Linked DNA regions of Sus scrofa: region 1 is linked to region 2. Evidence: chromatin contacts called from public HiChIP or PLAC-seq data. All regions are on one chromosome and are shown on one strand. Each heading gives the region's core, a stretch centred on a gene start, on an enhancer-like site or on the middle of the called end of the contact. The rest is flanking DNA. Distances are from core to core; before and after follow the strand shown.

Region 1 (5,698 bases), core at 2,443-4,942, 150 kb before region 2:
ATTTAGCACAGGTAAATTAGTAATAGCAAACCGGCGTTCACTTCTATTATTATTTACGTAAACACAAATGCATTACAGGTGTATACATACAGAAATTCTCTATGAATGTATAGTTATTCTCAATGCTAGTTCGTACACATCTTTTCATTTTTTATACAAGTCAGCTACTACAAAAATCACCTGTTAGTTATAGACAAAGTAGTGGTAAATTAGAACACAGAGCTGCTTTAGAAAATCATGTTCTAAGTGTTGCACGGGGAAAAACAAGCTTTTTTTACCCGGGAACTGATAAATCTAGGAACCTTTCATTCGTATTACTTATGTTCTGCAGTCGGATCTGAGTTAGTAAAGGACCTAGGCTGCCGCACACGTTGGCGGCGGAGTAGGTGGGGGTTGAATTTGCCCACGCACCACGAAAGATTCATCCCGGAAGTAGTTAGTACTCGGCTCCATGCGCCGGTTCCTGGGCTTCGTAGAGCCAAGGCGCGAGGCTCGGACTGGGAGGTAGAGCTGGAAGGGACTCTAGGTGCCCTCTGCCTGGGACGCAAACCGCTGCGTCTGCGGGGCCGGCCCCGGCGCCATCATGCTGCTGCTGCCCAGCGCTGCGGACGGCCAGAGCACCGCCATCACCCACGCTCTGACCTCTGGTACGTGCCCACTCAACCCCGGCTCGGTCTAGCCTCAGCCCTCCCTGCCTCGGTCCTCTACCTCGACGACCCCGAAACCTTTCTCCCCTTCCCCCTGGCAACTAGCTCACAGAGTATGGGGTCGTGACGAGTGCCTTTTGCTCCCTGCTATAAAGAAATCCTTCCTTAGACTGGAAGGAGGGAGGGAGGGGGGCGTCTTCCTTTTGCCCCCGCAGTTTCTTTCTTGTCTCGCGGCTGCTGACTCATGGATCTGGCGGAGCAGTTCGGGACCGAATCCTTCCCTAACCTAAAAAGGTTTATAAGCATCTCCTTGCCGGGGGCAAGAGACTGCCCGCAGCGACTCCCCACGTCTAGAGCCCCTACGGAGCCTAGCTGCTGGTGCTGTATTAAACACCTCTCTTCCCTTCTACGTTTGCTCAAGCTTTGTTAAGTGTCCCAACTCAGACATTGCCCCTCGTATTCAAATGAAAAGACCATTTCATATGCTGGTGTTAAGACTTGTATAGACAGGCTTTTAAAGGCAAATCAATGAAGCGAAACTTCACCTATGTAAATTAGCTGTCTTCAATTTTTAAAAAGCGAAACTTGTCTTTTCTAGGTTCTTAGATTAATAGCCTAAAACAATCATAGAATTGTAAACCTAAAGAGTTTCTGGTTTCAGTGATTTCACTGATTACCATAGCCATGGATACTGATGCTTGTTGTATGTGATTTTGGACGTATCTCATGGCACATGTTCGCGTTTTCAGAAGTGTCTGTGTAATCTCACAAGTAAAGGGAAAGGCTTAAAGTGCAATGTTCTTAAAAGCCACACCTGCGCTACACAGGTAGTGCTTATTTAATCGTGTTTGAATCCTCTCCTGTGTTTGGTAGGAAAAAAAAAATCCTAATTTCCCCACCTAATTAAAACATGGAAAGTCAGCTGTTTTTAGAAAATTGTGGCAATTTAGGTACAAGGAAAAACTTATTATCTGAGTTAATTCCAGACAGTAAAGCTTTTTGCTTTCATTTGAATTATGAAATTAAAATTAATGGAGTTCCCTCGTTGCGCAGCGGAAATGAATCCAACTAGGAATCATGAGGTTACGGGTTCAACCCCTGCCCTGGCTCAGTGGGTTAAGGATCCCGCGTTGCCGTGAGCTGTGGTGTAGGTCGCAGAAGTGGCTCGGATCCCGTGTTGCTGTGACTGTAGTGTACGCCATCGGCTACAGCTCCGATTAGACCCCTAGCCTGGGGAACCTCCGTAAGCCGCGGTGCGGCCCTGAAAAGACAAATTAAAAAAAAAAAAAAAAAGACGACGACGATGTTCACTTTTTTCCTGACCCAAACTACCTGTTTTGAATTGTTAATGTACAGCCGTATAGTGCCTTACCCCCACTTCCCAGGAATAGAGGCTTACTTTAAGAGTTTGTGATTTTCCAAGTGCTTTTGTGGTCTGTTGTTCAGTCTTCCAAGGAACCAGTGAAGATAGGTATTGTTCCCATTTTACACTTGAAGGTGTCACTGACTCATTTCACGTAGCTGCTGATTGTCAGACCTGCTCTGAAATCCAGAGCTGTTCTACAGTAGCACAGCTTCGTTTGTAAATTCCCTTTTAGCTACTTGAAAATTGTTTTTCAGAAAAAAATAAATGTTCCATCTTAAAATATTTGAAAGAGATCTAAACTCAGGTTTTAATAATTAAGACATTTTGAGTTGTTTTTAGATTTTTTGATGAGTCTAGCTCTTTACAACAGTTTATAATTATTTACTGCTTAATTATAATTATTAATCTTAAAGGAAAGCATTTGCAACTCTTCCTGTTCCTCATCTTTGTCTCATATTCCCAGAAAAGTATTGATTTATTGTTGACACTGCTGAATGTCTTGTTTGTCAGATAACTGGAAGAGGTTGATTGACTTTCTGTAAATACTAGGAAATGGTCATTGCTAACCCTCATGTTAACTGTATTCCTGCAGTTACTTTCAGTTGATAGTTTTAAAATTAAAGTGTGATGCTACCACTGTTTTGATTTTATTTATTGCCTTGGAACAGATTTATTCCATGCAATACATTGAAGCCTCTCTTAACGCTTTCAATCACAGCCTCAACATTCTGTCAAGTTGAACCTGTGGGAAGATGGTTTGAAGCTTTTGTTAAGAGGAGAAACAGAAATGCTTCTGCCTCTTTTCAGGAACTGGAGGATAAGAAAGAGTTATCAGAGGAATCAGAAGATGAAGAATTGCAGTTAGAAGAGTTCCCCATGCTGAAAACACTTGACCCCAAAGACTGGAAGGTATTTAATATCTAAACCTTGTTCACGCAGATGCTTTGTAAGACATAGGCAATTTCTCTATTTTCCATCATTAAATCATGTTTTAGGATGCTCCAACAAAATAATCATCGAGCACCTGTTTATTGTTAAGCCCTGAGTGGGATGGCATTAGCCTTAGGTTGCTGTCTCTGCTGGAGAAATCCAGAAAGGCTTCACAGAAAAGATAATGTTTGAGTGGTCTTAAATGGGTGAATGGCAGTTGATGAAGCAGAGAAGGGAGAAAAGATGTTCTGGGCAGAAAGATTAGATACGCAGCAACACAAAGGAATAAAGCACACATGCTGCCTCTTGGGGATTATGAAGGGTAGAGTGGCACACTTGAGGGGGTGGTGGTGAGAAATTAGCCTGACACAGAGTCTGGACGGAACTCTATAATGTCCTTGTTATGTCACACGAAGGAAGAAGTTCTTATTTTTGAGGCAGTAAGACACCTTTGAAAGTTTCTAAGCTACTTTTAGAAAAGTAATTCTCCTGGCAGTACAGAAACTTGCTTGAAAAGGGAGGGCAGGTGGAGAGGAAAGGAACAGTTTGCTGTTACGGGGCCAGAGCAGTAATCCAAGCCTGTGAATGAATGCTTGATGCTTGAACTAAATTTGTAGACTGGTTTTGAGGAAGAGGGGACAGAGTCCCTTTTTTTGCTAGATAGATGTGACAGGTCTTGGTGACCTTGGCTGCGCCACCCAGGCGTAGGGGATGTGTTTGGAAACCGTCTGATCATCCCAGCCTGAGTCACCTGCTAGACTGAGGTCACCAACACAGGGTGGCAGGAAGAGGAAGTTTGTGGGGAGCGCAGTCTTGTGTTAAGGTTTAATTCTGTCAGAATTGAGGTTCTGGTAACAGCAGTGAAGTCTGTCTAGTGGATGGTTAGAAGTTGGTCTGTGTCTCTGAAAAGAGGTTAGAGCCAAAAACTTGTATAAGTCATTGGCCCATAGATGGCTGTGGGAACTGAATGATGTCAGCCAAGAGAAGAATAGAGACGATTAGGTATAACATTTAACTAGGCATGACCATTATACTTAAGCATTTGTGCCATGGAATTAGGGTGCCTGAATTCAAATCTGGTTTTGCCCAGTTAATGTGCTGGGACCTTGAGAAAGTTACTAGATCTCTCTGTACCTCATTTCCTTTACTGGTACAGTGAGATTGCTAACAGCTCAAAGGATTATAGTGAGGATTAATGAAATTATACATACAAAGCCTTTCACTTAGTGCTTGGGCACATGGCAAATGGTAAACAAAGAGTAGATAATAATTCCTATCTCATAGGTGTTGTGAGGGTTAAAAGAGGAATGGTGTGCATGTAAAACACCTAGAAGAATAAATAAGTGCTCAGAGAGTGTTAGCCGATTCTCCTCCTATGAGCAGTTTTAAAAGAAAAGAATTAAGCATTAAGGAGCATGGTTATCTAGGGGATGGGCAGAGGAGGGAAAACAGCAAGGGATACTAACAGGGGTCGAAGAAGTGGAGAGAAAGCAAAGAAAAACACACGTGTTAGTTCAGCGCAGGTTTATTGAACATCAGGTACTATACTCTTCCAGAAGCTAAGGGAGGAGGAGGAAGTCTCAAGAATGGAAAAACAGTCACCAGTGTCAGTGCTTTGGAGAGAGGTCAGTCACGTAACGTAAATAATGATAAAAAGCCGCTGGGTTTGGCAAATGAAGTGTAGGGACTACCTTGAAAGCAGATCTAGTACAGCGGTTGGGATGGCAAGAGATTGCAGTGGGGAGGTAGCGATCTTAGTATAAAATACTCTTTCAAAGCTAGGTCGTAGAGAAAATGAGAGAAAATAGTAACTTGAGGGAAAGGCACGGTCGGGAATGTTGAGACTACAGGAGAGAAAAGCAAAGAAGAGTGGAGAAGGTTTTTGGCATAGAAAGGAGCAGATGGCATTGGAACAAGGCTCCAGGGTTCATACATTCATTCATTTAACTGTTTAATTCAACAAATTTGGATCAAACACCTGCAAAGGGTGTGTCACACACTGGGTGTCGCTGAACAAGACCGTACGGTGCTCCCACAGAGCATATGCCAGTGAGGAGACAGGAAACAACCAGGAACACGGCACTAAGTGGAAGGCAAAGAAGTAGAACAGGGTGATGGGTCAAGTTGAGTGGATGCTTCAGGTGGAGTAGACAGGGGAACCTGTGCAGTTGACATTTTAGATGAACCTGAATGATATGCAGGTATCAGGGGCAGTGATGTTCCAGACAGAGTCGATGCAGGGGCAGAAGTTTAGAATGTGCCAGGAACTGACAGAAGGCAAGTGGCTGGAACACAGTGAATGGGGGAGGGGGGAGGAAGAGAAGTCAGTGGAAGCCGCTAGAGAGTTTGAAGCACTGACAATATTTCAGTACTTTGGGGGAACCAAAAAAAGAAGCAGAGAAGGGGAGGGAAGGTTGTCCCCTTTTAAATAAGGTGATGACATTTAAGCCGAGACTGAAGGATGAGCGATGGCAGCCACGTGAAGAGTGGGGGAAGAATGTGCCTGGCTGAGGCAGCATGAGGACCCGGGAGCAAGAGCTCTGCATCTTCCCTGAGCTGAAAAGCTGTCTGGTATTTGGAAAGAGGGGAAGAAGGTGGAGGGTGACAGGCCAGGAAGTTTGAGAGACAGGGGTGCTCTGCATCTGGAGCTCAGAGGTCCAAGCTAGAGTGAGCTGGGGAGTCGTGAGCATTTACAGGACACTTACCATCTTCTAGTCCTGGCATTGCATCAGATCACCTTGGACCAAAGTATTAG
Region 2 (5,589 bases), core at 1,572-4,071:
TAGGATGGTGCTAATGCTGTCCCAGATGAGTAACTGCAGATCACTTCCAACAGTGGAAGCGTAGCTATACATAAAAGGGTCACTGTTGTGCCATGTAGAGGAAATAACTAGTTTAGCAAAAAGCAAAATACAAAGAAAGAAAATGGTTTGAGAATAAGCTCTTATACTCATTTGAAGTCAATAAAATGATCCAGAATAAACCAGAAGACCATGGCAGGTAGTAGCTGTGTTAATGATGAAACATGCTATTTACTGGTTTAATTTCAGCAATCGCAAGAATCTCTTTGTAAGGAAGGTGAAAGATGAGAAGTTTATGTGTATTACTTCTAGACTGCACTACTTCCTGGAAAAACACGACCGACCAATTAGAATTTTGGTATCATCGTTACCTTTTCCTTCACGTCCGCGTCATGGTGATAAACTAACGCTCTCATTTTCTGGGCACATTCGTCTCCATATAACAGGTAAAACAGAGAACCTTCAGGGAAAGCTGGCTGAAGAGCTAAACGACCTTCCTTTTTGAGGCAGTTATCTATATTCTGAAACAGTGTGAGAACTCGAACAAGAATTTCCTTTGCTACGTGGCCATCGAAAAGGGAAAGGAATGATGAATCCACCTGAAATAGGAAACAAGAAGAAGTTAAAATATACGAAAACATTTTCCATGTATATTTTCACGTTTTATTTTTTTGCTTTTTAGGCCTGCACCTGCAGCATATGGAAATTCCCAGGCCAGGGGTCGAATTGGAGCTGTAGCCGCTGGCCTACACCACAGCCACATGCAATCCGAGCTGTCTCTGTGACCTACACCACAGCTCACGGCAACGCCGGATCCTTAACCTGCTGAGGGAGGCCAAGGACTGAAGCAGCATCCTCATGGACACTAGTTGGGTTCATTACCGCTGAGCCACGATGGGAAGTTCGGTTTTCACATTTTAAAGCTCCCTGAATACACTGAAAAATCTTGTCATGGAAAAGTATCCCTAGGACTGCAAAACATGAATGTGTAAAATCTTCCACACCTCTACCTTGATTACTAATGGAAAGAGAGAGGTCTTGTGTTACAGCTAAAAAAATTCTATTCCCTTGGAATCCTAGAATGTAATCATTTGAAAAATACCCATTTCCTCTTTAAGATCCGTCATATACAGTCATCATGGACGCTCATTCATTCACCCAACACTAACTGCATACACAGTGCAGGGTACGGGGCCGAGCAGATGAGTGTGACAGGTCCTTTCTGAAATGGCACCACCTGCACTTCCTTCAAAACACTTACCATAGCTTTCAATTATCGCTCATTTCTTACATATTTTTGTCTCCTCCCGCTAGACTGTGAGCAAGATGATTTTTAAAAGTAAAATATGTCTATTACATAAAATGTAAGGAATTCACGTAGGCAAAAAGAACCCCCAAAAAACCCCACCCACCTTTAATATTGCTCCACAGATATAATCCCTGTTACTATTTTGGGATAAATCCTTTCCTTCCAGATCTGTCCACATCTATTTGTATAGACAAAATGAAAGCTCTCTACCTGGGCACCAAGGAGTCCATCTGTCATGGCTGGGTTTTCAGACAAATTCAACAGCAGTTTCAAAACTTGAACCTGAAATAAGAGTATCAGTTTGTCTCAGACCAGCAAGCATGGATTTTCTCTCCCTGGCATGCTGCCGCCAACCATGTCCACATTTTAAAGTTCTGCCTAGTTTTAAGATTAGACTCTCATTCTCTCCTCTCCACGAAGCCTTCTCAATCCATCTTAAAGCTGAGTCTTCCAGTTATATTGATAGGGAGAAAGGGAGAAAATAGTGAATTTCTTCACTACCCACCCCGGCCCACCCACATACCTAACACAGGGTAAGGTAAACATGTGTTACATAAATGCTCTTTGTTAGGATTACTAGTAAGTGAAATATCATCTTTGGAACAAAAAAGGAATCTCTCAAAGCTTAGTGTTTCTACTTAAAGTATGAAAATTTAGGGACAATTTCGTTATGAAGGCTAACAATATGGTTCTTTTTATTGGTTACTGTGATTCTTGGAGCTTATCTTTTTATGTGAAAAAAAACTTTCAATCATTTAAATAGGCAGTGGCATAAGTAATCAGCAGACATGTTAACTTATGGCTGACAAGCTAAAATATTAGCATTCTTACCACTTATAATTGAAAAGTCAGGAATACAAACATTTGAATAGAATTCTTCCTTTAAAAATACGAGTCATGTAAAACTATACTTTCTACAAAATATTTGAAATTACAGATGCTGAGGACCTGGGAGAGGAGACTGACATCCAGAGAAGGTGCCACACGTGTCCTTCACTAGACCTGGGAAGGAACCTGGATATTATCTTTAAAACTTTTTTTTTGGATTATAAAGGCATTGTGTTTACTATGGAACATTTTTTTTAAACTATAGGAAAGCACAGAGGAAAAGGATATTCACATTTCCACGAACAGAGACCATAATTACTAAGTTTGGTATTTGCTTGCTACTCCTTATACCTATATCCTATGTACTCACATTCCTTTGATCACACTCCACACACTAATTTGTTAAGGAGGAAGATACAAGGCTTTCCTTAATTTTACTGTTTTTATCAATTAAAAAAAAATCTTAGAAATTTAATATATGGCCATGATGCATTTCAAACAGTGCGGATGGGAACAAGGTAACAACATAGGCCTGCCCATCTCACTCCCCTGCAGAAACCACTGCAAACAGTTTCCTGCCCTTGCAGAGAGGAAATTTTGCAAGCACATGCTTTATTCATCATAGCCTTAAGGGGAAAGCGCAAAGATGACTTCTGACCCTGTAGTGAGCTTCCTGGGGGTCACTGTCGGACCTGGTCTGGCCTGACTGGCTCAGCAACACTGAGAATAAGTGTTAGGAAGAAACACTTGTCTCTTTTAAGTTTTGATTAGGAAAATGAGGAGAGTTATGACACAGGATGGTCCTGAGCCGATGAAATAAGCCTGGATGAAGTCAATAAAATCTAAAAAAGGCCTTTTTTTTTTTACAACCGGGAACAGTAACAGCAAGTTAGAATCCTGCACTAAAATTTCATGTTGCTATGCTCCACAGAAGGGAGTTAAACATGACAAAAAGTATACATAATGGTAGAGTATTTATGACTACAGATTAAACAGCTATGTGTGTATATACTGTTTTGAAACCACGAACAGATTTTTTTTTTCCCCTTCTGGTCACATATGCCACCTTGTGGTGACTCCAGGACATTTCTTTAAGCCATTAGTTTTTTTTTTTTTTTTTTTTTGCCTCTTGGCAGATGCAGCAAACACAACATTTCTTTATAGTCATCTTCCGCTCTTTATATTTAGTTACGGATCAGTGTTGAGCCTAAAAGATTATTATAGATCACTCATTAAAAACTATGTTGAAAATTCACGTCAGTAGTTATTTACTAAGACAATGTCTAAATCGGATACATCTTCCCACTTACAAATAGATTACTATCCAAAAGTTCATCTGCAAGTTGGAACTTTAAACTCATTTTTGTATGGAGAAACAATTGGTAGCTAGGTTCCCAGACAGACTGAAAAGGCAAATTTTTGATTCCAGAAATACCATGCTAGGCAATGTCATGGAAAAACAAAACAAAGCAAAAATGGAACATACTATTGTGGTCTGAGTCACTTTTTAAGAAGCCATAAAGTATATGAAAACACAGACCATGTCTGGGACAGATCTATGAAGCCCCGAGACAGACGGGCCTGGCTCTGAACACAGTGTTCCTCTGAGGTTTTGGGCAGAGCAGCTGCAGGGAGAAGCACAGGAGAGATTTCTCCTCCAGCGGCAATGCTATGGGGGTAGATAGAGCAAGGGGAGTTTCCATGGGGCTCAGGGGCTGGATGTTACCTTGCTCCCTGGAGAGAAGGGTGTTGACAGGTGTGTGTGCATTCTGGAGATTAGGTATGGATGGAGCAATATTGCTAGAGTATTGCCAGTGTTATTACATCGAATCGTGAGTGCGTCCGGGTACATCATGGACCACATCCAAATAAGTCTGGCGACTGGAAATGGGGAAAGCCCACATAAAAACGTCTCAGAACAAATGTCACCAGGACCATAGCGCGGCTCTCTGATAATCACCGTGTCATAACCTCGGGAGTAACTCTCTGTGAAGCTGAGTATCTGGAGTTTGGCTTCACATCTGGTCCTTCTTTTCAACTGTGCCAGAGAACACAGACCAATACAGTAAAACACTGATGAACAATCGACTCAACTAACAGAATCTTTGACTACCTTCTGTTCTTATGCTGTTTCTTAAAAAATGGCACTTGCTAAGAGTGCACACTAATATGAAGGGTTTACTTGAGGAATTTTCACAGGGCGTCCTCGTTAATTCAGCTTCATCTCTGTTGCCTCCTCCATCTACCTAACAGGTCAACGTGGAGCACTGAGACATGCGTTACTAAAACTTCAACGTCTGAGTTTTAGAAAGATTTTTCAACAGCTAACGGCTGAATAAAAAGAAAAGTTTAATACTGAGGTAAACAAAAAACTCAATTACCTAGCACTGTTCACTCAAAGATTCCTTTCAATCACAATGGTCCTGCATCTTGTGCAGGGGTCGGGGTGGGGAAGGGAGCTACTTCAGTAAAACATAAACTGATTTTCAGAAAACCAAGTGAATACCCATCTATTGATAAGTGAAAGAGGTCATTTTCAAAATTCTGAAATTTAATATTGGGGATAAAAATAATATACTTTTTAGGCCCATATTAGGATTTTTTCTCTTTTTTGAGGGGACATCAACTTAAGATGGGTGATCTGTAAACTCAATTCCAATCTTTTTAATTAATTAATTTATTTTTTTGTCTGCGCCCTCATCATGTGGCAGTTTCTGGGCCAGGGATGGAACCTGTGCCACAGCAGCGACCTAAGCTGCTGCAGTGACAACATCGGATCCTTAACCCGAGAGGCCACAGAACTCAATTCCAAGCTTAATGAGCTGGATGCAACACCTCTGTGCAGCTCGGGTAATAACCATTTCCTTCATACCTTGGTGCTTCCATTTCCCGTGAGCAACACGTGGAACAGGTCTGCAATGTAGGTGCTCAGCATGTGCTGGTGGTCATTGGTAACTGTCATGTTTGTCAACAGCCTCAGTCCAGCCAGCTGCACGGCCGAGTTCAGGGGACCAGACAAGACGTCCTCGCAGACTTGATTAACGTACACCTAAAGGCGGGGGGGAAAAGCGAGTGTCTTTATTTATTTATTTATTTATTTTTAAGTGAGTGCCTTAGAATCTCCCCAATTTTTCCACTGAACCGTAACTTTTCTGCACAGGGGAGCAGGGTGACTGTTTAGGCTGAGATCGGCTCCTCAGCAAAGACGGCAGCCCTCAAACTTGGGTGACTTTATTTTTAAGCTTAAGGTCCCTTGTTAATGGCAGGCCCTGTGCTGAGAATTTTGCAGATGAACCTCACTTTGTCCCTAAGCCAACTCTAATGGGGCTGTATTGTTAGGACCATTTTACAGACAGCGGCTTTAAACTCTTCAAGGAGCTTGGATCCCCTGTCCAGTGTAACTAGCTGGTGGAGCCATGTCCAACCCCAGAGAG

The links. HiChIP or PLAC-seq counts read pairs in DNA pulled down with a chosen protein or histone mark.
Region 1: a contact with region 2 is called in an H3K27ac HiChIP or PLAC-seq map of alveolar macrophages. The contact joins two enhancer-like sites. A contact is called at or near these places in 1 of 47 Hi-C or Micro-C datasets (embryonic fibroblasts) and 1 of 2 datasets of contacts at active chromatin or transcription factors (alveolar macrophages).

Annotation. Positions count from the first base shown.
Region 1 is chr9:103,354,220-103,359,917 of Sscrofa11.1, reverse strand. DNAJC2 (dnaJ homolog subfamily C member 2) reads left to right here. Exons shown (of 17, transcript XM_005667716.3): 2 at 2,732-2,922. The coding sequence starts at 2,890. Among named protein-coding and RNA genes, the nearest start is that of DNAJC2, 5.5 kb to the left of the region's middle. Within about 2 kb of position 3,692, at least 2 of the 83 cell types and tissues checked have an H3K27ac peak or open chromatin away from gene starts, as enhancers often do. A contact at or near this core is called in alveolar macrophages, where this site is marked.
Region 2 is chr9:103,204,508-103,210,096 of Sscrofa11.1, reverse strand. It overlaps ARMC10 (armadillo repeat containing 10), which reads right to left. Exons shown (of 6, transcript NM_001244923.1): 4 at 5,028-5,204; 5 at 1,538-1,609; 6 at 1-617. The coding sequence ends at 366. Among named protein-coding and RNA genes, the nearest start is that of ARMC10, 28 kb to the right of the region's middle. Within about 2 kb of position 2,821, at least 17 of the 83 cell types and tissues checked have an H3K27ac peak or open chromatin away from gene starts, as enhancers often do. A contact at or near this core is called in alveolar macrophages, where this site is marked.